Linked DNA regions of Mus musculus: regions 1, 2, 3, 5, 6 and 7 are each linked to region 4. Evidence: chromatin contacts called from public Hi-C, capture Hi-C and promoter capture Hi-C data. All regions are on one chromosome and are shown on one strand. Each heading gives the region's core, a stretch centred on a gene start, on an enhancer-like site or on the middle of the called end of the contact. The rest is flanking DNA. Distances are from core to core; before and after follow the strand shown.

Evidence for each region. Promoter capture Hi-C pulls out the DNA fragments that hold promoters and counts their contacts. Hi-C and Micro-C count contacts between places; a contact is called where the count stands out from the background. Capture Hi-C pulls out chosen DNA fragments and counts their contacts.
Region 1: a contact with region 4 is called in a promoter capture Hi-C map of hippocampal neurons, with 4 times the contacts expected there. The contact joins the promoter of Ttc25 here to the promoter of Top2a in region 4. A contact is called at or near these places in 3 of 39 promoter capture datasets (the C10 cell line, cranial neural crest and hippocampal neurons).
Region 2: a promoter capture Hi-C map of pre-B cells shows a contact between it and region 4, with 3 times the contacts expected there. The contact joins the promoter of Dhx58 here to the promoter of Top2a in region 4. A contact is called at or near these places in 2 of 39 promoter capture datasets (hippocampal neurons and pre-B cells).
Region 3: a Hi-C map of B cells shows a contact between it and region 4, with 7 read pairs. The contact joins the promoter of Tbkbp1 here to the promoter of Top2a in region 4. A contact is called at or near these places in 1 of 484 Hi-C or Micro-C datasets (B cells) and 1 of 9 other capture datasets (embryonic stem cells).
Region 5: a contact with region 4 is called in a promoter capture Hi-C map of pre-B cells, with 5 times the contacts expected there. The contact joins the promoter of Acly here to the promoter of Top2a in region 4. A contact is called at or near these places in 6 of 39 promoter capture datasets (the C10 cell line, embryonic stem cells, hippocampal neurons and 3 more) and 5 of 115 datasets of contacts at active chromatin or transcription factors (astrocytes, bone marrow-derived macrophages, embryonic stem cells and 2 more).
Region 6: a contact with region 4 is called in a capture Hi-C map of macrophages, with 4 times the contacts expected there. The contact joins the promoter of Klhl11 here to the promoter of Top2a in region 4. A contact is called at or near these places in 8 of 39 promoter capture datasets (the 3T3-L1 cell line, the C10 cell line, cranial neural crest and 4 more), 2 of 484 Hi-C or Micro-C datasets (both in embryonic stem cells), 1 of 115 datasets of contacts at active chromatin or transcription factors (embryonic stem cells) and 1 of 9 other capture datasets (macrophages).
Region 7: a contact with region 4 is called in a promoter capture Hi-C map of pre-B cells. The contact joins the promoter of Kpnb1 here to the promoter of Top2a in region 4. A contact is called at or near these places in 2 of 39 promoter capture datasets (embryonic stem cells and pre-B cells) and 2 of 484 Hi-C or Micro-C datasets (embryonic stem cells and neural progenitor cells).

What each region holds. Positions count from the first base shown.
Region 1 is chr11:100,543,419-100,546,948 of GRCm38.p6, forward strand. It overlaps Ttc25 (tetratricopeptide repeat domain 25), which reads left to right and starts at 2,190. Exons shown (of 12, transcript NM_028918.3): 1 at 2,190-2,490. The coding sequence starts at 2,383.
Region 2 is chr11:100,702,355-100,705,792 of GRCm38.p6, forward strand. Dhx58 (DEXH (Asp-Glu-X-His) box polypeptide 58) reads right to left here and starts at 1,917. Exons shown (of 13, transcript NM_030150.2): 1 at 1,817-1,917; 2 at 1,547-1,715; 3 at 1,140-1,341; 4 at 725-915. The coding sequence starts at 1,714. Kat2a (K(lysine) acetyltransferase 2A) reads right to left here. Exons shown (of 18, transcript NM_001038010.2): 16 at 3,407-3,438; 17 at 3,222-3,306; 18 at 2,392-3,077. The coding sequence ends at 2,884.
Region 3 is chr11:97,148,163-97,151,783 of GRCm38.p6, forward strand. Tbkbp1 (TBK1 binding protein 1) reads right to left here and starts at 1,913. Exons shown (of 10, transcript NM_001372531.1): 1 at 1,829-1,913; 2 at 1,200-1,453; 3 at 783-905; 4 at 467-571. The coding sequence starts at 1,424.
Region 4 is chr11:99,022,248-99,025,961 of GRCm38.p6, forward strand. Top2a (topoisomerase (DNA) II alpha) reads right to left here and starts at 1,942. Exons shown (of 36, transcript NM_011623.2): 1 at 1,799-1,942; 2 at 593-745; 3 at 93-183. The coding sequence starts at 1,819.
Region 5 is chr11:100,525,806-100,529,333 of GRCm38.p6, forward strand. Acly (ATP citrate lyase) reads right to left here and starts at 2,195. Exons shown (of 28, transcript NM_134037.3): 1 at 1,990-2,195.
Region 6 is chr11:100,470,225-100,474,038 of GRCm38.p6, forward strand. Klhl11 (kelch-like 11) reads right to left here and starts at 2,558. Exons shown (of 2, transcript NM_172565.2): 1 at 1,957-2,558. The coding sequence starts at 2,504.
Region 7 is chr11:97,186,076-97,189,564 of GRCm38.p6, forward strand. Kpnb1 (karyopherin (importin) beta 1) reads right to left here and starts at 1,817. Exons shown (of 22, transcript NM_008379.3): 1 at 1,471-1,817; 2 at 1,314-1,372. The coding sequence starts at 1,510.

The sequences.
Region 1 (3,530 bases), core at 940-3,439, 1.5 Mb after region 4:
ACCTTATGTATTCTTTTTTTTTTTTTTTTTTTTTTTTTTTTTTGGTTTTTCGAGACAGGGTTTCTCTGTGTAGCCCTGGCTGTCCTGGAACTCACTTTGTAGACCAGGCTGGCCTCAAACTCAGAAATCTGCCTGCCTCTGCCTCCCAAGTGCTGGGATTAAAGGCGTGCACCACCACGCCCGGCTAACCTTGTGTATTCTTGTTTGCTTGGTTTGTTTTCCTTTTGATATAAAGCCTTGCTAAGTGGTCCTGGCTATCCTTGAGCTCCAGGCTACCCTCTTTCTCTGTCCTGGGACTGTCTGTGTACACCACCATAACCATACCTGGCTTAGGTATTCCTTTGTCATTTCCCCCAATGGTAATCTTGAAAAACTTTTAAAAACTACAACAGGGCTGGAGAGATGGCTCAGCAGATAAGAGCACTGACTGCTCTTCCGAAGGTCCTGAGTTCAAATCCCAGCAACCACATGGTGGCTCACAACCATCTGTAATGAGATCTGATGCCCTCTTCTGGTGTGTCTGAAGACAGCTATAGTGTACTTAAAATACATAAAATAAATAAATCTTAAAAAATAACTACAATAGTCGGGCATTGGTGGCATTTGTCTTTAATCCCAGCACTTGGGAGACAGAGGCAGGCAGATTTCTGAGTTGGAGATCAGCCTGGTCTACAGAGTGAGTTCCAGGACAGCCAGGGCTACACAGAGAAACCCTGTCTCGAAAAACAAAACAAAACAAAACAAAAGAACAACAACATCAACAACCAACAAGGGTATTGGCACTAATGAAAGTCTCTGACTTTACCACATTTTCCCAAGTAATCAGTTATGGTGGCTTGAGACAGAGACTCCCCTGTTACTTGGGCTGGCCTTCACCTCACTATGTAACTGAGGCTGCCTTGAACTTGTGGCAATCCTGCTTCAGTCTCTCAAGTGCTAGAATTACAGATGTTGTGCTCATTTGTGTTTATACATTTGCCAGTAAGGACATCTTTTTTAGAGACTGAAAACGGTTTGCTTTGCTCCTACTGTGTGCTGGATTCTGTTCCTAATACATGCCCATTAAGCTGGATCCTGTTTCTGTTTTTGTGTTTGAAACTCGCTGTGTAGCCAGGGCTGGCCTGGAACTTGTTATGGAGACCAGAAAGCCTGTATCTCACAACCAACCTCCTACCTCTGTCTCTGGAGTAAGAAAATTAAAGACCCAGGCCACCAAGCCTGGCTCAGCTGAATTCTGGAAAGACAGTTTAAGACAAGATTCTGGGCTGGAGAGATGGCTCAGGGATTAAGAGCACTGGTGCTCTTGCAGAAGACCCAGGTTTAACTCCTAGCACCCAAGTGGTGGCTCAAAATCATGTATAACTCCAAGACTGTTTTAAAAAACCAATATAGTTGAGGCAGTTAACTGAGCTAGCTATCTAAGATATTATGGGTACTTAGAGGTACTGCTGTGTCTGTGTGGTGTGTGTGTGTGTGTGTGTGTGTGTGAACATGTGTGTGCTTGTGCACATGTGAATGTAGATGCCAGGGGACACTTCAGGAATGCATGTCTTTCTGTCTCTCCAGGGCTGGCTAATACAAGATGGTGCCATCACACTGGGCTGTACCAGGGTTGGGGGAACTGAAACAGAGAGCTGCATGCTTAGCATGCGCTTTACCAACTGAGTTATCCCCACAGCCATTACTCCTGAATGGCTGCAGAATTATGTCAGGCTAGACCTTAGTTTAGACTTGCTATTAGCAAGTGTTCCATAACTATGTGACATTGAAAGCTAAACCCATCACACTTTCCATTGCATTCTCATGCAAATCCTCACGTCCCTGAGGGCTCTATTATTTTCCTGTTCATTTGGCAGGTAGAACGCGTACTTTTCAGTTCCCTAATGTGCTTGGTCAAGGATCACGCAGCTAAGAAGTGACAAGAGAGAAGGCTGCCCAAGCCCTCTGACTCCGGTTCCAAAATTCTCTCTCCTTCCTAATGGGACCTGGAGTGCTTAAGCCTTAATCCTACTTGGAATTTTGCCTCCAATTCTCATTTTCTTGGCTTGCTTTGTCTGCGAGGCTTTCCACGTGGCAACTGGAGGGGAGAAGCAACCTACAAGCAAACAGCGATCACTCTGGAGCGCCAGCGTCCTGCAGCCGCCGGCCACGCGCTCAGCACTTGTCTGACCGGTGTGCGCAGCGTGGCGACACAGGCGCATGAGCACGCTGGGCGGGCTCACCCGGAGGCCTAACACCGCCAGGGGAGGGGAGGGGAGGGACCGGAAGTTAGACTATCTCTCTAGGTTGCTAAGAGACCGGGCTGTCCCAAAACAAGCCGGCGATTCTCCAGCCTCTTTTCCTTTCTGAATCTGCTTCAGAATTTCCAAAAGTAGGGTGACCATGTCGGACGGTGATATCTTAAGAAGCACTTTTCCCTCTTACATGGCAGAGGGGGAGAGGCTTTATCTGTGCGGGGAGTTCACTAAGGCCATTCAAAGCTTTACCAACGTGAGTTGCGCTTTGATCCTATTACTGTGTTGCCTTCCTCTTTTCCCCTCCTCCCTTTCCCTCTCTTCCTCCTCCCCTTCTTCTTTCCCTTCCCCTTCCTTCTCCTCTCCCCTCTTCTTTTTTTCTCTTCTTTCCTCTCTCAACCTCCTCCCCGCCTCCGCTCCTCTTTTGAGATAGACACTTGTTCTGTAGACCAGGGTGGTCTCGAACTACCCCTACTTCCTGAGAGATGACTTCCAATGTGCACCCTCATTCCCAACTTATGATTTGAAAGGAAGGTGCCCTCCTTATGTCCTCTGGAGGCCAACTCCCTATCTTGCAGTTGGCCTCTGGAATGATGGAACCCCAGCTTGCTACCTGGACCCACCACCATTGTGTTGTTGATGAAAGATTTGTGTGTATGTATACCACATGCATGCCTGGTACTTTTGGAAGCCAGAAGAGGGAACTGGATCCCTTGGAACTGGAGTTACAGGCAGTTATGTAGCACCAAATGGGTGCTGGGATCCAGATCTGGGTCCTCTACAGGAATAGTAAGTGCTGTTAACCAATAAATCAACACGATACCACCCCCCACCACACACACACACACACTTCACCACTTAAAGAAAAATATTTGTATGTGATGGGTGTTTTGCCAGCATGCATGGACCACATGCATACTTCCCTCTTAGAGTGTGGAAATGGACTGAGGGGTGTGAGCTGCCATGTAGGTGCTGGGACTTGAACCTGGGTCCTCTGGAAGAGCAGGCAGTCAGTCAGTTAGTGTTCTTAGCTGCTAAAAAATCTCCAGTCCCACCCAATTACCATTTTTTTTTCATCACCAGCAGCCCTGAGGTCCATTTTGTGGATATCATACTCCTGGTTCCCATGATATGCCACTGTCACACATAAACCCTGACTTTTGCCATTTTCTCTTATAGTTTCTCACTAATGCCTGCCAGTTGGAGACATAATGTGACCAATCATTAAATGTTTCATGATTACCTTTCTCTTGATAAATTCAGTCTCCCATCCTTAGCCACAGATTGCCCAAGAAG
Region 2 (3,438 bases), core at 667-3,166, 1.7 Mb after region 4:
CAGGCAGAATTTGAGGGAGGCGGGGTCCTGGCTAAGGACAGAAAAGCCTGAGGCAGGGCCACTCCACTGGAAGTTAGGATTCATTTCAAAAAGTCTGAAGTGCGTCCCGGTGAGTGACTAATACTCTCGCATTGATGAGCGAGAGGAACTTAGATTCAAATGACCATGAAGAAACAATTGAAAATCAGCAAAGAGGGCTGGAGAGATGACTCAGAGGTTAAGAGCACTGGTTGCTTGCTCTTCCAGAGATCCTGAGTTTAAGTCTCAGCAACCACATGGTGGTTCATGACCATCTCATCTCATGAGATCTGGTGCCCTCTTCTGGCCTGTAGGCATACCTGCAGGCAGAACGCCGTACGCATGATAAAGAACGAAAGAAAAAGCAGTTCCCATTTTCATAGTTCCCAGGTCAAACAGCTTCCAGTTTATAGCACGAACGAACTCCGAAAATAATTAAAATTAGTTCTATGACAGAGTAGTGGGGATGGCCAGGGGAGACTGTGACAATGACAGGGCTGTTCACTGAATGGTGAAAACGAATCTGATGGAGGTTCAAAAGCAAGGGCATTTCCAGGCAAAAGGAATAGTAAGTTCAAAGGGTCCCACAAGCCTCATATGCTCAAGGTAGCGGAAGAGACGAGCATAGCCATAGTATGAAGAGTATATTTGGTAGGACTGGGAGGCAAGACAAGCAAAGATCTATGGTGGGAGGGGCTCAGCTGACCTGTAGGATGTGATCAATGGCCCCTTGGAGCTTGGTGGCCCCTCCAGTGCCTGGGGAGGCTGTGAGACCCAGGACCTGGGGGAGGGGCTCTGCCTTCTTCAGCTTCTGTTCTAGGTACCGGCTCAAGATGGTGTTGTAGACGGTGTCCTTGTGGGTGTGGTGACACTCGTCCACCACAATCAGCGAGAATTCTGGGGGCACATGAGAGACAGTGGACGGCTGCTGCTGCTGCTTCTTTCTCATAGCACTTTTGTGAAGCCCTCATTTTTCTCTGAAGTTTTCCTCTTCCCTTCCCTACTTTGGGCTGGGTCCCAGACAGGGAGCAGGTAGGAATGAAAGCGAGGCTGGGCTAGAGGAAGGAGGCTTGCTTGCCCAGGAGCACGTCCTGTGAGCAGGTCACGGCTTTCCCCCTCACCTCTGAGCTCTACGTGTTCATCCTCCTCAGAGCTGTTGAGTGCCAACTGTAACAACTCTGCCGTACAGATGAGCAGGTCGTGGCTCCGAGCCATCAGGCCAAAGCCAGCTCGGGATCCCATGTCCCCACTCAGGGTTGTTACAGTCCAGTGTTTATCCAGCATGCGCCTGAACTCCTCGGCGTGCTGGCTCACCAGGTGTACCTAGGAGTGAAGAGTAATGAAGAGAACTTGGATTGGGGTGGGGGGTGGAAAATGGCAGTTGTTGGGAGTTGGGGTGGGGGAAGGTGGGAGGAGCAAGATGTCAGGACCCAGCCATCTCCTGAACCAAGGAGAGGAGACCTGGCAGAGCGGTCGTCTAGAAGAGATGAGCTAAGAGACCCCACTTTGGGAAGGGCAGACCACTCACCCTATTGACCAGTACCACCACCTTGCCTCTGTCTACCGTCTCTAGATGCCTCTTGGCTACAAAGGCAGCTGCCCGGGTCTTCCCAGCACCCGTGGGCAGCCATATAATGATATTCTTGCCCTCCAGAGCAGGTAAGATCACTTCCCACTGGTAGGGTCGCAGCTCCATTCTGGAATGGCAGAGAGATCAGAACACGTACTGTCCCCTTCCTCCCAGCCAGCCCAGTAAGCTTCAGAGGCTGTTCTTAGCCAAGAACTCGTAGATAACTACCTGGAGCCTGCACTGGCCAGGATTAGGATGGGGTTTGGAAATGAATAGCAGCAGACTAGGCTGGTCTCTGCGGAGGTTTCTGGAGCTCTAGAAATGAAACTGAAACAAGGGGAGGAGCCAGCCAGAGCTGGAGCCCAACCCAGCCATCAAAAAAAAAAAAAAAAAAAAAAAAAAATTGAAGACTGGCAAGGGAGATGCTGACAGTCACTGCTCCTGGGTTCCCTATTTCCTCATCTGTTTTCAGTTGGCAGTAACCCTGTCCATCTGGGCTGAGCTTAAGGCCTGGAGGGGCTGACCTTGGCTGCCTGTTTCCTGGACCAGGAGTCAGGAAATAGGCAGGCATTAAGGACAAGCTCTTGCTCTCCCTTTGCAGGGGAGACAGGCTGGAAGTTATTGAAGCAGAGGAGGTGAGGGACGGCAGTCAGCCAGGTCCATCACCCCACTATATATTGCAGGGGTCAGTGGCACCAGTGTAGCCTGAAGTTAGGCTTTCAGGTTAGAAGAGTCAGGACTCGAGAAGCAAAGGTCAGCCTGCTAAGTCTAAAGCCGGACCCCCCCCCCAAAAAACAATCACACAGGGGAAAAAAAAAGCTTTATTGTTCCCTCCGAGGGATTAATGCCAAGGAATGAATGGTCCTCCTGCCCCCAATCCTGGAGGGACAGATAGACAACAGTGTAGGATAAGCCAAGGCCCCTCATGGTTCCTCCAGTCTGGGCTGTTTCCATGTGAAGGCTACTCACTGAATAGTCCTGGCCCTGGGAAACAGGCATGGGGACCAGGCTCAGGATGCTCAGCCTGCATGGCTCTATAAGGACCAACAGTTCATGCCCTGGCCACCAGACATTCTACAACGGGCTGGCCCCAGACCAGACGTCTCCCCAAGGTGGGATGCAAGGAAGGTGGAAAGAGAGCTGCTGGCTTGGGAGTGAGTGCCTGCTGGCCAGAAAGTCTGTAAGATCTGGGGTCCCTGGCTGGAGTTTCTCCAGCTGAGTCCGGGAGAGGGGGCCGGGAGCCCCCAAACGGATCTGAGGAGATGGAGGTGGATGTTGCGGATCCCAGCTGGGGGCTACTTGTCGATGAGCCCTCCCTCTTTGAGCTTGAAGTAGAAGAACTTCTCCAGGGCACTGGCGCAGCGACAGTATTCGCTGTCTGGGGGATTGTACTCCCGGCAGTTGGCGATGACCCGCTGCAGGTCAGCTACGAAGAGCTTCCGGGTCACATAGTAGCGACTGCGCAACCGTTCTGTCATGGTCTTCAGGTCTGGGTCACGAGAGAGAAGGCACATGACTTTAAGAGGTGAAGGGCTGTAACTGGGGCTGCCCACCATGGTACATGCAGACAGGAGTCAGGCTACCCTGTCAAGACTGGGGGCTTAGGCTGGGGAGTGAGTACAAGGGTCCTCACCAATGGGGAAACGGATAACCTCGTAGTAGTCAGGAGCCTCTGACTTCTTCACAGGTTCCATGAAGGGCCAGGCACTGGGGTGTGACTAGAGAGAAGAGAGGAGCTGAGGACAGGCCCAGTGTTCACCGCCCAACCGAAGACCGCCACCCACTTCAGTTACCGACAAGAAGACCTTGGCCTCCCACCTTGATCTGAGCCAGCAGGTTTTTGAGGGTCG
Region 3 (3,621 bases), core at 663-3,162, 1.9 Mb before region 4:
TCACAGCACAGGAGTTGGCAGAGACCTTATCTCCTGATACTGCCACCTGCCCACACACAAACGGCCACATGGCAACTCTCATCACGCTTGTGCTGGGACTATGGAGAGCTCTGGCACCTCTCTTGTCACTTATACCCTCTCCCAGACACTATACTATACTATAGGTACAGGGTTGATGCAGTGTGAGAGCCAAATACACACACACACACACACACACACACACACACACAGCATCCTAGCCCAAGGTACAGAGTCACCCATGACCCGGATGATACTGTCTCATTCACACGGCAAAGCAGGCATTCACAGACAGGGACGAGTGGATACAGGGAGTGTGCACGCAGCAGAGTGTGTGTGACACACAGGCAGCACACACTCATCGGGTTGGAATGCACGTAGAGAATCACATCACGTCAGATACCTCACACACACACACACACACACACACCCGCTCTCTGGGCCTCACCATCTCCCCCAGCTCTGTCTCCAAGTCGCTTTTCTCCACGCACAGTTTCTCGTAAGCCTGGATCATCTCCCCGAGCTGCTCCTCCTGCTCCTTACTCTTCTGCAACTGGGTAGGCCCGGAGAGGTGTGCCAGGGTCAGGACCAGCCTTGACAGGGAGCAGAGGGGGCTCCCAACCTCCCCAACCCTATTCCCAATAGAAACAGGAAGCGCTGAAGCTGATTTAGGGAAGGCGGGGGCAGGGCGGGGTTGAGGGCAAAGTGAGGGAAGCAGGAGGCTAAGGGAGTGGGGTTGGCTGGGAAGCGAAGCAAGGGCTTACCTCGTGTTGGAATTGGTTGAGTCGTTGCTGCAGACTGACCTTCTCCACCTCCAGCAGGGAGCCATCCTTGAGTTCATACAGAGGGAAGCCATGCTCCTCTCCAAAATCAGTGATCAGCGGATACTGTGGGAGGGTCGTCCTCTGAGAAGCCTGGCTTCCCATCCCAGGACCGCTCTGTCCCCCAACCCCACTGCCAGCTTCACAGGCGCCTCTCCCCGCCCCCTCCAATGGGACCCACCACTCCAAAGCTGGGCTCCTCCTCCACCCCTGAGATTGGCTGCAGGAGCAGAGCTCCTCATCCCCAAGGCAGCCACTTCTTCAGGGACCAGGCAGCCTCCAGTGCTGGCCACCTCTTGGGACCCTCCTGCCCTTGCAGGCAACTACAAGCTCAGCTCGCCATCACATCTAGGTTCTGACCTTGATCTCATAGACTTTGAGGCGACGGCGGAGGGTGGCATTCTCCCTCTCCAGGCCTCCTAGCCTTTCCTTGATGTCTCCGTAGGCTGTGATGAGGGCAAAGTGGGAGGCAGAACACATGTCCCCTCCCAGGGACGGGTCTCCAGGACCATCCAGCCACACCTCACTGGGCCCCAAGGCCTCTTGGGTCAGGATGCTGATGTCATCTTCAAACATGGACTCCATGGTAAGGGCTTCAGCCCACCCTGGGCCTCCTGAGAGTGCAGGAACAGAGTAAAGAGGACCACCTGCTCTTTGTTCCCAACTCTTCCATGCTGGTCTGAGGAACCTGTGGTAGCTGGGGAGCTTCAGCCAAGAGACAGATCTCACAACTAACTCTCTCTCTCTCTTCTCTCTCAAGTTTCTGCCCTATCCCCTGCTGTGACTGCTTATAGAAGGAAATGGAACCAGATAGACGTCATGAGTGGAGTGGGGGACAACTGATAAACAGGACCAAGGATCAGGGGCAGGGAGGAGAGACCTGTGGACAGATGGGAGGGAGGGCTGCTGTCCCAGCATTGGCACAGCCCAGAACCTGCCTAGACTACTCGGCTTGGTCTCCTCCCCAGACCTCCCTTTTCCCCAAGTACCTCGACAGCCGCCAAGATTCCCATCCCAGGCCTCTGTCGCCTGCTCCTAAGGAAGGCTAGTCCCGCTAGGCAGCCTGGCCTCTGTGGCCCCCGCCCAACTTCCTCCCGCAGGATCCCAGAGTTCAGGAAAAGGAAGTGCCTCCCCAAGTGCGCCGGGGCTGTGGCAACCGTCCAGGCGCAGACCTACAGGAAGTCCTTGGCTGAGTGTCAGAGGCAGCAAACTGGGCAAGGGGGCCTAGGAGAACCGAGACCATTAAGGGAGACTCCAGCTTGTCCTATTGTGCCTGCACTCAGGGAAATGGGGAGCCCTGGGAGGGGGGCAGGAATGACTCAGGGCTCCCAAAACGAGTAGGCAGCGAGGGGGTGCGTGTGTACATCTCCGGGCCCTTGTTTATGAATGTGTGGCTGTGGCTGCCATGTGGGGGGGAGTGTGTGTCTGTGAATGAGTGTAGGTGTGCCGCCGTCAATGAGTGCTTTTGCGGGGCGGAGGACCGGGGTCAGCGCGGAGTTCGGGAGTGACCAGAGGTTGTGTATGTGTGTGTGTGTACGTGTGTGTGCGCGCGCGCGCGTGTGAGCACGCGTGCGTGAGCGTGTGGGTAGGGTGGGCACGTTCGGGCCGAGTGTCACGTGAGGCACTATGGGAATGTCCGAGGTGTGTGCGCGCGCTGGAGCGTGTGTGCGCTCCGGCGAGGGGGCTCGGTCCGAAGGCGCGAGTTCCGACAGTGCAGGCCTCGGGTCCCCCATCCCCCAGCCTCGGCTAAGTGCCGGAGCGACAGACGCGTGTGACAGGTCTGAGTAAGGAGCGTGTGCGCGTGTTTGAAGGGCTGGCCCCACCTTTAACCCTCTCTTGCCCACGCCACCCCTCCCCCTACTCTGCCGACCAGAGCTCACTACACACCCCACCCCCATCCCTGCCCACGATCTCCGGCCATCACCCCCACTCTCGAGGACTCCGTGTCCCCACACACCCCGGCCGTGCGACCCGAGCTGCCTTCCTCCGCATCCTGGGGCCGCGCGCCGAGCGCCCGCGCAGGCTACTGGGGAGGGGGCGCCCGTCCCCGCCTGGCCCCTCCGGCGGCCCCTTTAAGAGCGGCTCTTTAAACCCCCTCGGGCTCGGCGGACAGAAACTGTCGCCCCTCCCCTCTGTGGGGCCGAGACCGCGCAGCCCCCTCCCCCACCGCGGCCGGGCTCCGGGCGGGCTACTGAGCGGCAGCCGCCCCGCAGGCCGGAGGCTGCGGGCAGCGGCGCAGGACCCTTCCCCACTCTGCTCCCGGGCGCAGCGCCCGCCCACCCGCGCCCGGGCCCCGGCCTCCCGCGCCCCAAGCCGCCCCGGCCCGCCGCGCCCCTCCCCCTCCCCCAGCCCGGGCCCCGGCCCGCACTCACGGCTGCCGCGGGCTCCTGCTCGCAGTCGCAGCGCACCCCTCCGCCGGCTCCCTCCCCTGACGGGCCCCAGCGCCCCCACCCCCTGGCACCGCGCGCCGCTCCGCGCCCTGCCGCCGCCGCCGGGTCTCTCCCCACCCCCTCCCCTCCCCTCCCGGCCCCCTCCCTCCCGCTCGCCCGCCCCGCTCCTCCTCCGCCGCCGCCGCCGCCGTCTCCTCCGCCTCCTCCTCCCCGGCTGCTCCGGGTCTCTCCAGCTGGACCGGCGCCCGGGACCCCGCGGTTGCCACCACCACGTGGCGAGGGGCGGCGGCCCCCGCGGTGCGGTCCGGCTGAGGCTGGCAGCGCGCCGGGCGCCCACCAGCTCCCCGCCGTGCGGCCTCCCCTCCCCGCCGACCGGCGCAGTGTCTGCGGAC
Region 4 (3,714 bases), core at 692-3,191:
TTGAAATGACAGCAGCTATGTCTACAGAAGGTTTGCTATGAATGATACCTAGGACTTAACCAGTAGATCTTTATATCAAAATATTTACTTACCTAGAATCTCATCAAAGATTTTATACAAACCAGGAACAAAAGTGACTTCCCTGTAGTTAATGCCAACATCTTCATCGTAAACCCACATTTGCTAGAAAAGGCAAAGAAAGTTATTTTTATCTCTCTATCTATCTATTTATTGTTTTGTCATTAACACTCTTAGCCTTTTCTTTTTTGAGACAGTGTCTCACTATGTAGCACTGACTGGCCAGAAACTGGCTACACAGACCAGGCTGGCCTCAGAGATCCACCTGCCTCTGACTCCTGAGTGTTGGGATCAAAGGCGTGCACCAACACAACCAGGAGTGGTCTTCTAGAATGTTGAAACACACACACACACACACACACATACACACACACACACACACACACACGCCTGCAGTATATACATGAATGATGGATCAGTTCCAATGACAGTAAATAAGTAAAAAAAAAAAAAAAAATCCTGACAAAGTATGCCATGACAATAAAGCAAGCGCACTTTGCTAGTTTGGTTTTACCTGGGTCACTAACTCCACAGAGCCAATGTAGGTATCTGGGCGGAGCAGTATATGTTCCAGTTGTGTTTTTTTCTGATAGATTCTTTCAATAGACAATCTTTTCTTGCCATCTTCATTCTTCTTTTTGTTCATTAGCATATTTTCATTTACAGGCTAGCCATTAGGGGAATTAAAAATAAACTTAATTTTAGCCACAAGTTTATCAGAAGTGGTCAACAAAATATCTGCAACAATGATAAAGTCCATACACTCTATCACCATCTATCCCCTGCTTGTAGGTACTGGTAGAGTTTACATAGTTTTGAACGAACAAGTCAATTAAAATCCTTGTGATTAGGTTCTGTGGTTTGAGTATTCGTGATGCTGGGGATGGAACCCAAGGTCCCCCCACCCCCCCTTGCATGCACATGCTAGGCAAATGCTCTGACCACTGAGCAAAATTCCCAGACCATTTTTTTCACCCCCTGTTGCTGTTTTTGAGAGTCCCATTAAATAGCTTAAGGCATCCTCTTGCCTCAGTCTCTGGAGCAGCTGCCATTTCAGGCCTGCCCCACTAGGTCTGGCTACAGATGCCCGTTTAAATAGGTATTTTAGTTCTGCAAGTATGGACATTTCTGCCTTGAGTAATATTTTTTATGTCATCGATAAACTACACTCAACTTCTTCCATCTAATGGGAAAATATTTAGTGAGTGCCGACATAGGCTCGTGCCGATTACAGATGGTATCCACCCGTAGCAGTTGGGATGCTAGCAATGCAAACCCTTGGCTACATTCACATCCCGAAACTGGACTTTTTTTGAGCCACTCGGTCGGCCAGCTCCTCAATGGGAACTGCCATGCTCTGCACCTTCCGTGATGAGTTATTCAAATCACCCAGGGAAGGGAAGAGGGCCACTGAATTCGAGTATAAGCCGGCTGGAAGTCACACAGAAGCCATTAGACTACAGACCGATCGCAGGACTAGTTGAACCTGCTCCCACAAACAATAAAAACACAACACTCAAGAACCCAGATTAGATTATAGATATCATTTCGGAAAGAGCTTCACCCAGTCCACGACCCCTCAAGGCCCAGAAGATGGGGCTGACCGGATCCAGCCGGTCGCCGGCCAGCGCTCGGCCCTGGAACCTCAACTCTCGCCGTCAGCCATGAACGCAGAGGCCACGTAAAGGCTCTACTACCCGGCCCCATCCGCGAGCTGTACCTGCAGCGGTGACAACTCCATGGTGACGGTCCTGAAGAGGCTCGAGAATCCGGAAAGCGACAAAACCAGCGGGAAACGCTAGGCGACCCGCGACGCGCGACGCGGGACCTGGACGCTCCCCTCACAGACGCTTGTCGGTTAGGAGAGCTTCCCTAGTTTCATTTGAACCTTTATCTAGCCCGCCCAAATCAGAGGAACCAATCACCGACTCGCTCTCATTGGCTCTGTTTGCAGTAACCAATCGTAGATCGTCTTTTATTCGAACAAAAGACCGCCTTTTCGAATAAACCAATTAGGTAAAAGAAGGCGGGAGAATCTTCAAAATGGACCAATAGCAATTGTTGGTGGTACTGACAGAAAATCTGACCAATGAGGAAGGTCCATGTGCTCTGAGAGACACTCTGAAGAGAGGGAAGGCATTTTGGAAGTGCAAAGTGGTTGACTAAGCCGTCCTTCTGAATATAACTAGAAAACGGATGCTCATTCTTTATTTCAGATCTGTTGAGATTACAGAGTCTTAATCCTGCGATGAGTTTTCCTTTTTTTTTCCTGACCGAGGAAACAACGCCATCCCTCCCTCAAGGCTGGCCAAGGCAGCGGTTCTCAGCCTGTGGGTCGTGACTCTTGGGGGTCGCATATCAGATAGTTTACCTTACAACTCATAACAGCAGCAAAAAAATTACAGTTATGAAGTAGCAATGGAATAATTATGGTAGCAGGGCATCACAACATGAGACGCTATGTTGAAGGGTCGCAACCTTAGGAAGTTGAGAAGCGCTGAGTTAATGCTGGCAAAGTTCTGGCAAGTTCTTCTGCTTGCGGTCTTAGGCTGCCACACACGAAGAGTATAGAGATGCCAGCAAAATCGCGAGCAGCACTAACACTCCCTGTGGATCACCCCTGATACAAAGATTCATTCATGCTTCTTCAGTGGAGCTGAGAGGCCCTCATGAGACGGGAACTTCTCCCTCAGTCAGCTGCTGAGGGAATCTACAAGAGCTCTTTATATTTGCCCTCTATGCATAATGCAGTCTAGAGCACCGTTCAATTTGACATAAGAGGTGGGGGCTTGGTGGGTTCTCGATGGAGGAAGCTTCAATTTCCTGTGCTAAAAGTAAAAATGGTAGATATAAACTGGTTATGTGTGACGACACCACCCCTTTAATCCCAGCACTTGGGAGGCAGAAGCAGGTGGATCTTGGAGTTTATGGCCAGCCTGGTCTACAGAGCAGGTTCCAGAGCAGCCAGGGCTACACAGAGAAACCCTTTCTCTAACCCCACCACCACCCTCAAAAAAATCGCTATTATCAGCAAGGAATTTCTTAAATTTAAACATTTTTCCTTTCCAAAAGGCGCCCAAGATCAACCATTATTAAATAACTTCACGTGTCCAACAACAACCCTGCTGGCAAAGTGAAAGAGAAGGCCAATGAAGAAATGTGGCCTGGCTGGTGGGAAAACCAAAGGAGTAGAGTTTTAACCTTGTTCTGATCCTGTCTTCAGTGTTTTTAGCCTTGTCCTGTGTGTTAATAAAGGAGGGTGACTTCAATGCTTAGGGCCACTAGGGACTCAGCAATTAAGACCTTTTTTTTGGTGTTTTTTTTTTTGGGGGGGGGGAGGGGGCAGGTTGTTTCGAGACAGGGTTCCTCTGTGTAGTCCTGGCAGTCCTGGAACTCACTTTGTAGACCAGGCTGGCCTCGAACTCAGAAATCTGCCTGCCTCTGCCTCCTAAGTGCTGGATTAAAGGCGTGTGCCACCACTGCCCGGCCTAGGACTCCACTGCCCGGCCTAGGACTTCTGTCCAGTCAGAAGACTGACTAGGTTATGGGTGCCAGAACCAGTGTGTCACTCTCTGCGGCTTTCCTTGATGTTCAGAAGCCAGGCGTGCTACTGAAGGGAAGGCAGAGAGAGAGAGG
Region 5 (3,528 bases), core at 945-3,444, 1.5 Mb after region 4:
CACCATGAGGTGGGTGAAGGGGTGTCTCTGGTCAGGAGGAAAAAAAAAAAAATAGGGAGATGATACAGGAACGGTTTGCCAGTTTACCAAAACAAGATGTGCCACCAGAGCACTGCGGCTTGGCTGGAAAGGCTGAGACAAAGGACTCTTAGACTAACTGGTGGAAGGGCCTGGTCTCTCAGCAGGGCAGCTCATACATCCTGGGAGGCCCCAGGAGAGATCAATCAAAACTTCACTCATCAATTCCCTGCTCTCAACAGCAATGGATCGGTGAGGTTCTTTCAGAATCTAAAAAGCCTGAAAACCGTGAGGGAAGTAAGTATGCGCTTACTCAAACATGTGAAAACTTCCGTTATTAGGAACAATGTGACAAAAGTACATCAGAATCTGGGATTGGAGGACACCCCCCTCCCACACACACACACCCCAAAGCCTTTCTCAGCGGCTGATCACGCTGTCAAATTCGTGATGGATGGTTTCACAGCAGAGCTGAGCGCCCACTCCCCCAACAAACTGTTACCTGTTAACAATAACCTGCAAACTCTTAGTGGGAACCATGCCCAAGGTTCCAACACGCACACGCACCTATACACTTAGATATATGGACACACACACTCACATTCTCTCTGTCTTTGTCTGTCTCTATCTCTCTCCAAGAAAGGGATCTTTTGAATTGAATGGGCTATTTTCTACAGTGACTGCCTGAGGACTGAATTCACTCACTGAGGCCCCAGGAGCAGCCCAGAGGGAAGGGTGAATGAATGAAGCCTGCTTTTAAAGAAGACTCCTCTGGGACCCACTGAGGAGGGTCGACAAAACACTCTCACTTTAAGGGCTGGGGAGGGGGAGGGGATGACAAGCAAGCAATCCCCTATAGCAAAGGAACGGACAGAACTCTTCCGAGTATTCCCTGCTACAGCAGACAGTGTCTAAATAGAGATTAAAAACAGCAGCTACTCTGTCTTCAAGGCCTCCTTTTACTGCCCCCCCCCCCCGCAGAGGGGAGCGTTTAAGCAGCTTTCTAAGAGGTGGAAATGATCTTTCCAGGACAGTTATCTCTCGATAGTAAAGAAACCCGACATGCTGAGCAAAGTTAAAGCGGGGACAGACAGGGTTGGCTGGCAGACTAAAGTGCCTTATGCTGTCCTTTCCAAAATTATGTCAGGAGGGATCCCTCATAGCAGAATTTCAAGACTGAAGAAAGCAGCAAGCTTTGGGGACCAGACCTCTGCCAGGCCTGACAGGAGGTAGAGGTAGGTAGCATCCTTTGCACACACGCGCGCCCGCGCACATACACACACCCTAGGTGCTTGTCTCATCCAGACTCCTGAGCACTCCGACCATCTGTTGTTTGGGGGCTACACCAGTAGGGAGCTCCTTAGCAGGGAGAGCCCATCCAGCGCCGTCGCTCCGGAGCCAAGTCCTCGCAGCAAGGCCTCAGGCACTCTGAAGCAGCACGACCCCGCGTGGCCAGGGCCCGCTCCCTACACTTCGACATAGAGCTTAAGGGATTCACCACAGAACTAACAGGACAGGCCTGCTTGAGTCCGGCTTGCGAGCGGCCGGCGTGGAGAGAGTAGCCACCGCCATCTCTACTACCCGCCCCGGCATCCGGTGGGGAACCCGAATGGGGCCCAAAAAAGTGTCCCAAAAAAAGCCCGACTAGACTCGAGAGCTGGCCCTGGGTGGAGCTGAGAAGAAGCAGGACGCGCAAAGGCAATCCGGAGGAGGGAGAAGTAAGGTCGGTGGCAAGCAATGTGCAAACTCCCAGGAACTAGAATAGGATTGGGAGGGTGTAGACATGCGGCCCGCGGCTGGGGAGAAGACTACTATAAAGCTTAGACCCGCACAAAACTTCCGAGCAGGTGCAGGGAGCGCGCGGGAGCGCCCAGCCAGGGAGCCCGGAGGTGGTTCCGGGTTGGGGGAGGGAAGCAGGAAGCTTAGTGGGTACTGGGGGGTCGCACCCGCGCCTACGACTGCCGTACTCACCTCTTCGAGAAAGCCTGAGTGTGGCTCTCTGTCCGTAAGCACCAGCTCACCCCAACTCTTCGGATCGCTCCAGCCGCCTGCAGCAGCCGGGGATCCGGCTTTTGTTCCGGCCCAAGTGGGCTCCTCCCCGCCCCCCATCAGCTCACAGGCTAAGCAGCCCGGCGATTGGGCACACGCGTTCCCTAGCCTGAGCTCTAGGCTCCTCCCCATTCGCTGCTGTGGTGGCCCCGCCCTCAGGCCTGACCTGGGGCTGATGGGACTTGTAGTCCCGGACGTGGGCGGGGCCGTGGGCGGGGCCTAGGATGGGGAGATGGGCCGGGCGGCTCTAGGAGGAGAACCTACGAGGCTGGGGGCTGTGGCCTGATCGTTTCAGGGGCTGGGCCGGCCAGCCGCCGGGTTGGGTAGCTGAGGGAGGGGGTTGTTGGCCCAAAAGGCTATAGCACTTCTCCCTGGACCTGGCGTCCTCTTCCTCCCTCCCAGGAGAGCAACTGACGTTCTTATCCCAGGCTCTTGTAAGCCGCCACACCAAACCCAGTGCGTTAGACCTGCTTTTGAAAAGCTACGTCTGCTTTCCTTTCACACGTGTCGCCTCTCCGCTCCTGGAACCCTCCCCAGGGAATTTACCAGAGCCAGTCTACACGACCACGCTACACAATCAGACTGTCCGACCTAGGACATAGATTGGAGGAAGGGGTAAACTAGTGAGGCCAGAAGGACGCCAGTCCCAACGCGAGTCCTCTTACAGGCTCACCTGAGCGCGGATCTGGGCGGAGCTGATCATTTATCTGAGATTAAAACTTAGGACTGGGGCCATCCCTGCCCAACCTCTTGCTCCCTCCCCCAACCTCAAACTAAGACACCGAAAGCAATGAACAACCTCCTCTTTTCTGTTACTTGCGAAAGATAGAACATATTTTCCAAACCCAAAACTGGAGCGCCCAGTCTAACAGGTACCCGAGAACTTCTGGGGCAGAATAGATAAATCATAAGGTCCTGGAAATCAGGAATTCACTGCTTCCCTGGAGTGGAAGCCTCTCTTGCTTGTCCCCTAGTCCCAGTATGTCTTCCCAGATGGACCCAGAAACTAACAATTTTCCAGCTCTAGGAAGGAGGCCAGAATCATCCTTTAATCAGCTCAGGTGATGCGTCAGCCCAGGGTGCAGAGAATCTGCATGGCTGTGCCCCTGGCAAAAAACCCTGGGTCAAAAGCTCCCTGCAACAATGTTGCAACACTCTCCTGGGCAAACACTTTCCCAAGGCCCCCCACTCCCAGGCCCTTTTCGGCCAGTCTTTGGATGGCTGAACTTGTAACACCCATTCTTGACCAGCGTGTGCTCCTTTTTTTGTTTGTTTGGGTTTTTTTTTTGTTGTTGTTGTTTTGTTTTTTACGAGACAGGGTTTCTCTGTGTAGCCCTGGCTGTCCTGGAACTCATTTTGTAGACCAGGCTGGCCTCGAACTCAGAAATCCGCCTGCCTCTGCCTCCTGATTAAAGGCGTGCCACCACTCCTGGCTAGCGTGTGCTCCTTGATGACGTCTTT
Region 6 (3,814 bases), core at 1,308-3,807, 1.4 Mb after region 4:
AATTGCTTGGGTTAAAAAAAATTCTTCTGGCTGGCTAGTCAGTAGAGGCACAGGCCTTTAATCCCAGCACTTGGGGGGAAGAGGCAGGTGGATCTGAGTTGAAGTCTGGTCTACAGAGCTAGTTCTAGGACAGCCAACGCTACACAAAGAAACCCTGTCTCCGAAAAAAAAATTTTTTTTCCTTACTCCTGTGTCAAGCCCACCAGTAATTCATCTCCTCTATTTCAAAACACAGATGGCCTGCAGAGATGGATCAGCAGTTAAAAGCACTGGCTGTTCTTCTAGAGGATCCAGGCTTAATTTCCAGCATCCACATGTCCTCTTTCTGCCCTCCTTAGGCACCAAGCACTGATACTATACATATATACACACAGGTAAAACACCCTTATACATAAATCCCAAAGCATACACACAGATGACACAGTTCTCATCACCTCCCTTCTTCAATCCAAGCCTCTACCACTATTGCAATGACCTAGTCTCTGCTACAGCTCTTGCCGCACCCTGTCCTGCCCTTTTTTTGACATGGAATTTATTAAGTAAAACAGAATCATTCTCAATGCCTTCTAATTTTAGAAAGGTCAGCTTCTTTCACAGGCCCATGAGGCCTTAAGGCAAAGGTTCTTAACATGTGGGTTGTGACCCCTTTGGGGATCAAGCAACCCCTTCACAGGGGTCAAATATCAGATAGCCTGAATATCAGATATTCACAGAAGCAAAATTAGTTATGAACTAGGAAGGAAATAATGTTATGGTTGGGGTCACCACAACATGAGGAGCCGTATTGAAGGGTTGCAGTGTTAGGCAGGGTGAGCATCACTGCTCCAAGGGACCCATCCATCCTCCCCACCACTTGGATGCTTTTGCTCCTCTCATCCTGCCTCCTTCATGCAGCTATATAACCCACGCTGTTTTCTCCCTCTACCTGAAGCACACTACCTTGCCACCTATATGCCTTTGCTATGATTTCTGAACATTCTTTATGTGCCCAATTTAAAAATAGTTCCTCTCAGCCTGGTCTATAGATTGAGTTCCAGGACAACCAGCATTACATAGTGCGAACCTGTCTCAAAACAAAGAAATAAAAAAACAAAACCTCCTCTCCATTAGGGCCTATGACGCACAGTCCCACACCTCAGTCTGCCTCACAGCTGTAATAATTATTCAACATGCTATATATTCGCTGTTAAACATCAGAGAGTTTGATAAGGAAAAGGATTTTCATGTGTTTTGATCACTGCTGGATATACCCCCTCCCCCAGCACTGTAACGAGGTCAGTGTCTAGCGCTCCAGAGGTATGTGTTAAAGGATTTGTAACAGTACCAGCATCTCCACCTGCCTCCGAACCAACCTCTGTGGCGTCCTTTCTGGCTCCCCACAATCCATTTTCCACAATCCACTTTTCACTTTTGAAATATTTAAATATTTCGTATTTAAATATTAAAATCAGATAATCTCTCTACCCAGTTTCCCATCCATCACACTCAATAAAATCCAAACATTCCTCACACACACCCTCTGGTCTTTAAACCCAGCATATCCGGAATCGCTGGATTTTCTTTTTAACGTCCTTTCTTCTCTAAGCCAGCCTGGACCCTGACTGAGGCCTTTGGGAAGCCTGTAATGTGCACCCATTCCCTTTTGTACGGCCAATTTCTCTTGCCACTGCGAAGCTGGTTTAAATGACATTTCCTCCGATCCGTAGCTAGCCCTTCACCGTTTTTTAAATGTCATCATCACAGGAGTCGAACACGACCCACCGTTTTTCATCGCCTTTGTCCCTACCACCTGAAATCTGCGCTCAGGGGTGCAATGCGCACAAGCTAGACTCTCAGGGGGCATCCTCAGTGCCAGGCGCGGTGGCTGTCCCGTCGCGGGCATAATGAGGGAGCTGGCACCACAGACACTGCCCCCCACCCCCCAACCCAGCCCTCGCTCGCCCACGGTCGTCTCACCTGTCGGCCAGCTCCAGCACCTCGTGCACGCTGCCGGTGCTCACTCGGATGCGGCCGGTGTACATGTACTCGATAACGGCTTCCACCGTGTCAGGTTCGGGTCCGGGCTCTGAGCTCCACTTGCGCATCTCCACCCGGCCCGAGCGCGATTCCGAAAACTGACCCGAGAGTAAGGGCGTGAAGTACTCGGTGGCAGCGGCCAGCACCGAGCGGTGGGCACGGAACTCGCGACCTCCGGCCCCGCCGAAGCACAGGGTGATGTCGCAGAACAGGCCTTGACGCCGCTGCTCGTTCTGCCGCCAGGACAACTCGGAGCAGTGAGTGCTGCACTCGAAGTCCTCGGCCTCTGGGCCCGGATCGCTCCCGCCCGTGTCGACGAGGGTAGAGATGCCGGCCCCGGTCACGAAGTCTACCGTGCCACTGCCTCGGACCTCAGCGGCCAGGCTCGCGGAACCGGCGACGGCAGTCTCCATGCTCTCCATCTCCAGCACTTGAAAAGATGCAGCCGCGGCCGCAGCGGCAGCTGCCGCCGCCACAGCCGCCGCCATCTTGACGCCGCCGTACCGGCCCCCTCAGCTTCCGAACGGTGCGGCAAGTCTGATGCGACACAGAGGCATTCTGGGATTAAATAGTGCGCGCGGGGCGGAGCCGCGCCTGCGCACTTCTGCCGTGCTTACGCCCTCTAGCGAGGCAAGCGCAGTTCTCGGAGCCAGAAAAAAACTCAGGTCTACCTTTTCTCGCCCCTCCATTATGGTGGCCCCCTGTGCTTGTTTTGTTGAATTTTCTTCTACTTTATGTTGCTTTGGAGTGTATCCTCGCCATCACACGCACACACATTTTTTGTTTGTTTGTTTGTTTTTTAACTTTGTAGACCATGATAGCCTGGAACTCACAGAGATCCACCTTACCCCTGCCTCTGCTGGCCTGTGCCAATCCCAGCACTTGGGAGGCAGAGGCAGGCTGATCTCCCTGAGTTCGAGGACCTAGTCTCAGAAAGGACAGCCAGGAATACACAGAGAAACCCCGTCTTAAAACACAAAACGATTGACTTTGGAGAGAAAGTAATTTTTAAATTTTATTCTTATCAAAGTGTCTGTGCACAGGTCCTACAGAGGACAGGTAGGTGTTAGATTCCCAGTAGCTGGAGTTAAAGGCGGTTAAAACCCCCCTGATAAGGGTGTTGGGAGCCAACAATCAAACTGATTCTCTGAGAGAGTACTCCTAACTGCTAAACTATCTTTCCAATCCAGGAGGGGGGCAGTATAAAGAAAAATAACTTCGTTAAAGTTATTTATTTTTGCAGGTGTCTCTCATGTAGCCCAAGGTGGCCACACACTTGCTGTGTAGTTAAGGATGACTTTGAACTCCTGATTCTTCTCCTGGATTTTGGGATTACTAAAATGTTCCTGAGCACACCCAATTTTGTTTTGTTTTGTTTGTTTGTTTTTTGTTTTGTTTTTTGAGACAGGGTTTCTCTGTGTAGCTATGGCTGTCCTGGAACTCACTTTGTAGACCAGGCTGGCCTCGAACTCAGAAATCCACCTGCCTCTGCCTCCCAAGTGCTGGGATTAAAGGCATGCGCCACCATTGCCCGGCGAGCACACCCAATTTAACATGAGCTATGTAAGAAACCAGGGCAAGCCTGGCGTGGTGGCGCACTTCTTTAATCCCAGCACTCGGGAGGCAGAGGCAGGCAGATTTCTGAGTTCGAGGCCAGCCTGGTCTACAGAGTGAGTTCCAGGACAGCCAGGGCTACACAGAGAAACCCTGTCTCGAAAAACAAAAACAAAAAAAAAGAAACCAGGGCAGTTTAGTCACCCCAGCACCAATAAGTAAATAGCCCTAAAAATTACATTTA
Region 7 (3,489 bases), core at 567-3,066, 1.8 Mb before region 4:
ATACAGAGGCACACACAGGGGGGTGGGCCTGTACGTAATCTGTCCAATCAGGAATGTTATAGAAGGCCAAAGTAGACACTTTTTTTAGTGTTAGCAAACTCTTCAAACACAGGAGATAATTCTCAATGTAAGCAAACTCTACAGTAGGCTCAGAACACAATTCTCCAATTTCTATTCTGTGCCACTGAAGAGTTAGGAGCAGGAAAAAGGGCTTCTTGCAAAGTAGCAAAAGCAAAACCAAGAATATACTATGAGCAGAATTCTCAGTCTACACTAAAAAGGAAATGCTTGGAAAGGTGTGAGATAAAAAAACCTTAACACAAGTCGCTTACCTCTCCACCAAAAGTGGTCAGTACAAATCAGATATGTCGCTGTATGGATGTTACTATTTTGCAAAGCTCTCACAAAGGACATTGGGTTACAATGTTTTTTTTCACTTTTTAAAACTTCCTACCTTTAAAGAGACTTTCCATATCATCCACGCTTCCCTCCCCTTCCCCCAAAAAGGAGAGGAGAAACATTCTGGCAATAGGCTGCTTCAATAATCCCACATTTTCCTATACAAAAGTCAGTCACTTTTTCTTTTCTCAAATGTACTTCTTAAATCCGAAAGTATGAAAAACGGGGTTACATTTGTGATTTATCAGAGAATAGGCTCAATCTCAGAAATGAGCCTCAGCCTGAGATCCTTAAAGATGAGTTCTCTGAAAACCTAAGTCCAAACAGAACATTCGTGCACTTAGACCAGGAATGGGATAATAATGGGCAAGAAAAAGAAAAAAATTGTGGCAATGGGTCCAGAGGTGGTCGGGTGCCAGGCGTGGCCATGAGCACAGACCAAGGGAGCTGGGGAAGGGTAGGGCTCTGGGAAGTAGTTGCATACTGCCTCAAAACCAGGGGACAGGAAGGAGAGGCCGGCCGCAGCCAGTACAAGGCAGGCGGCAGGGCGCAGAGCTTCCACATGGCCCCTAGGCCCGGCTCCCCAACCCCCACCCTTGCTGAACACGCAGCGCCATGCAACCTAACTTCCCTTCCCTCCCTCTTTCTCCCTCCCGCAGCACCGCCGCCCTCAGGCCGCGTGGCGATTGGACGGCGATCACCCCGGCGCGCCTCGCTATTGGCCAGACGCGGGGCTCGGGGCGGGACACACCCACCGGCTTCCCGATGGCGGGGTTAGGTTGGGCCGGGCGGGGGGGTAGGGGGACGAGCTGGGGCGGGGTGGGTTCCTGAGGCCTGGGCCTCCAGGAGGGCGGGAAGGGCCGCACGCAGGGATGGGGACGCGGCGGGATGGGGCGCGGCGGGGCGGCACGCACCAGATTCTCCACGGCCGCACGCTCGAGGAACTTCTGCGCCGCTTCCAGCTCCAGCCGATCTGCCGGGAGAGATGGGGGGAGAGGCAGCGGGGTCAGAGGGGCCACCCCCTCCCCCACCCCGGTCACCTCGGCCCGACCCCCCGGCCCCGAGTCCTACCCGGAGACACGGTCTTCTCGAGGATGGTTATGAGCTCCATGGCGGAGGTGACGGCGGCGGGGACTCCTCGCAAGACGGCGGCCCGGCCTGTCGGGCGGCGGCTCCGACTGGGGATGGGGGTTGGGGGTCGGGTGGGAAGGGAGGGTGGGGTGGGGGGTGGGGGTCACCACAAGCCCATTCACCGGCTGCCTCTGGCCAGGCGCTCCGGCTCCCCTTCCTCCCCGCTCTCCTTCCTTCCTTCCGCCCTCCTAATGTGCTAGGCGGCAGCAGCTGCTCCTCTGGCGGCGGGGGAGGGACCCCGGGGGCAGCTCGGAGCGCGGCTGCTGCTCGGGCGGCGGAGGGAGAAAGGAAGGGCGGCAGTGAGTGAGTGAGAGGCGGATCGCAGGGAGGGAGAGAGATCGAGGGAGGGAGGCGGAGGGATATCCTTGCCGGACCTCTCCGCGGCGGCACCGCGCTGCCCAGCGATTGGCTACGGCCGGGGCCACGCGGAACCCCCGATTGGCCGGACGGCTAGCGTTGAAGGGCCGCCACGCGCCCATTGGCCTGCGGGCTTCAAGGTCCGGTTGGCTGGGCGGGCAGCGGGATGGGGCGTGCTTATTGGTCGAGGGGAGGGGCTCTGGGGTGGGGCAGGTAAGAGCGCGCCGCTGATTGGGCTGGCCCGGTAAAGGCCTTCGGGCTCAGCCCGGCTGTGCGCGGGGAGAAGGGTGGGCGGAAGGTAAAGGCTCCAGGCGCGTCGGATTGGCTGGGATCCTGGACGTTGATAGGACGGGGCGCCGGGAGAACTGAAGCGAGGAGTTCGGGGTCGCCGCCGCGCGGAAAGGCGGGAGGCGCCCAGGCTCTTAGGAGTCTGGCGCGGAGCACGACGGGACGCCTCCGGGGTGGGGCGGAGCTGCGCGCGAGTGGCTCGGACTGCGCGCTACGGAGAGCCGTCACTCGCCGCGGTGTACGGAAAGCGAGCCTTTCGCGGGCCTCGGAGGGGGCGGGGACGGGAACCGTTAAAGTCCTGCGCCGCGCCCACAGGAAGCTGCCTTCATGGTGAGGTCGGCTTGCTGCCGCGCTCTGTGCGGAACCGGACCATGAGAACCACGTGGTTCACCTTCCAACGTGCGGATTTGCAAACTGAAGCCCAGAGAGAGAGTGGAGCCTGTCCAAGGTCACACAGCCCATTCCAGACTCGAGCAGAGCTGGCTTCAGGCGCCCCTAATTGCCCTTGGAGACCCCGTCGGGGCCCTGGACTGTTAACAAAGTTTCGCGGAGGCGCGTCCTTAGACCACTTAGCAGTTCCCATAAAGCTTTGATGTCCAGACTTCGTTTACAAGATCTGTGTAGTATTATATAAAGAACGTGTGCATTGACGAGCTGTAGCGACACACCTGCCATCTCAGTATCCCGAAGCCTGAACTACAGTCTGAGATCTTGTTTCAAAAACAAAAAACAAATACAACAAACAAGATAAAAATACGTTGCATATAGTTGCTTAACATTCCCCTCCCCTCATTTGGATACCCAGCTGCAAGTCATGGGGGGATTAGGAGCATATGGGTCAAAATAGCATGTAAATTGTATTGTTTTTAAGGTGTAAAGAAATTGCCCTACACTAGCCACACTTTGGAAACTTGGGATTTAGTGTTCTCTGAAACACTTAAAGTCATAGCCTCGTGGGGTTTTTTAATTGTGTGTATTTTCTGCCTGTAATGTATGTTTCCAATGGCTTCATGTATAGATATGTTCTGAATACTTCCACATCTTATCCTGATTTTAAGAAAGATTTTTTTGTTTACTATGCAAGCATAATTTTTGTTTGGCTGTGATTTGTTGGTTGGGTTGGGTTGCCCCCCTCCCCCCACGGTGGGGGGGGGCGGAGCCAGGTGGTTTCTCTGTATAGCCCTGGCTGTCCTGGAACTCATTCTGTAGATTAGGCTGGCCTTGAACTCAGAGACCCACCTGCTTCTGCCTTCAGAGTGCTGGGATTAAAGGCATGGGCCACCAAGATTGCCCAGGAAATGAGTTCTATTGTAA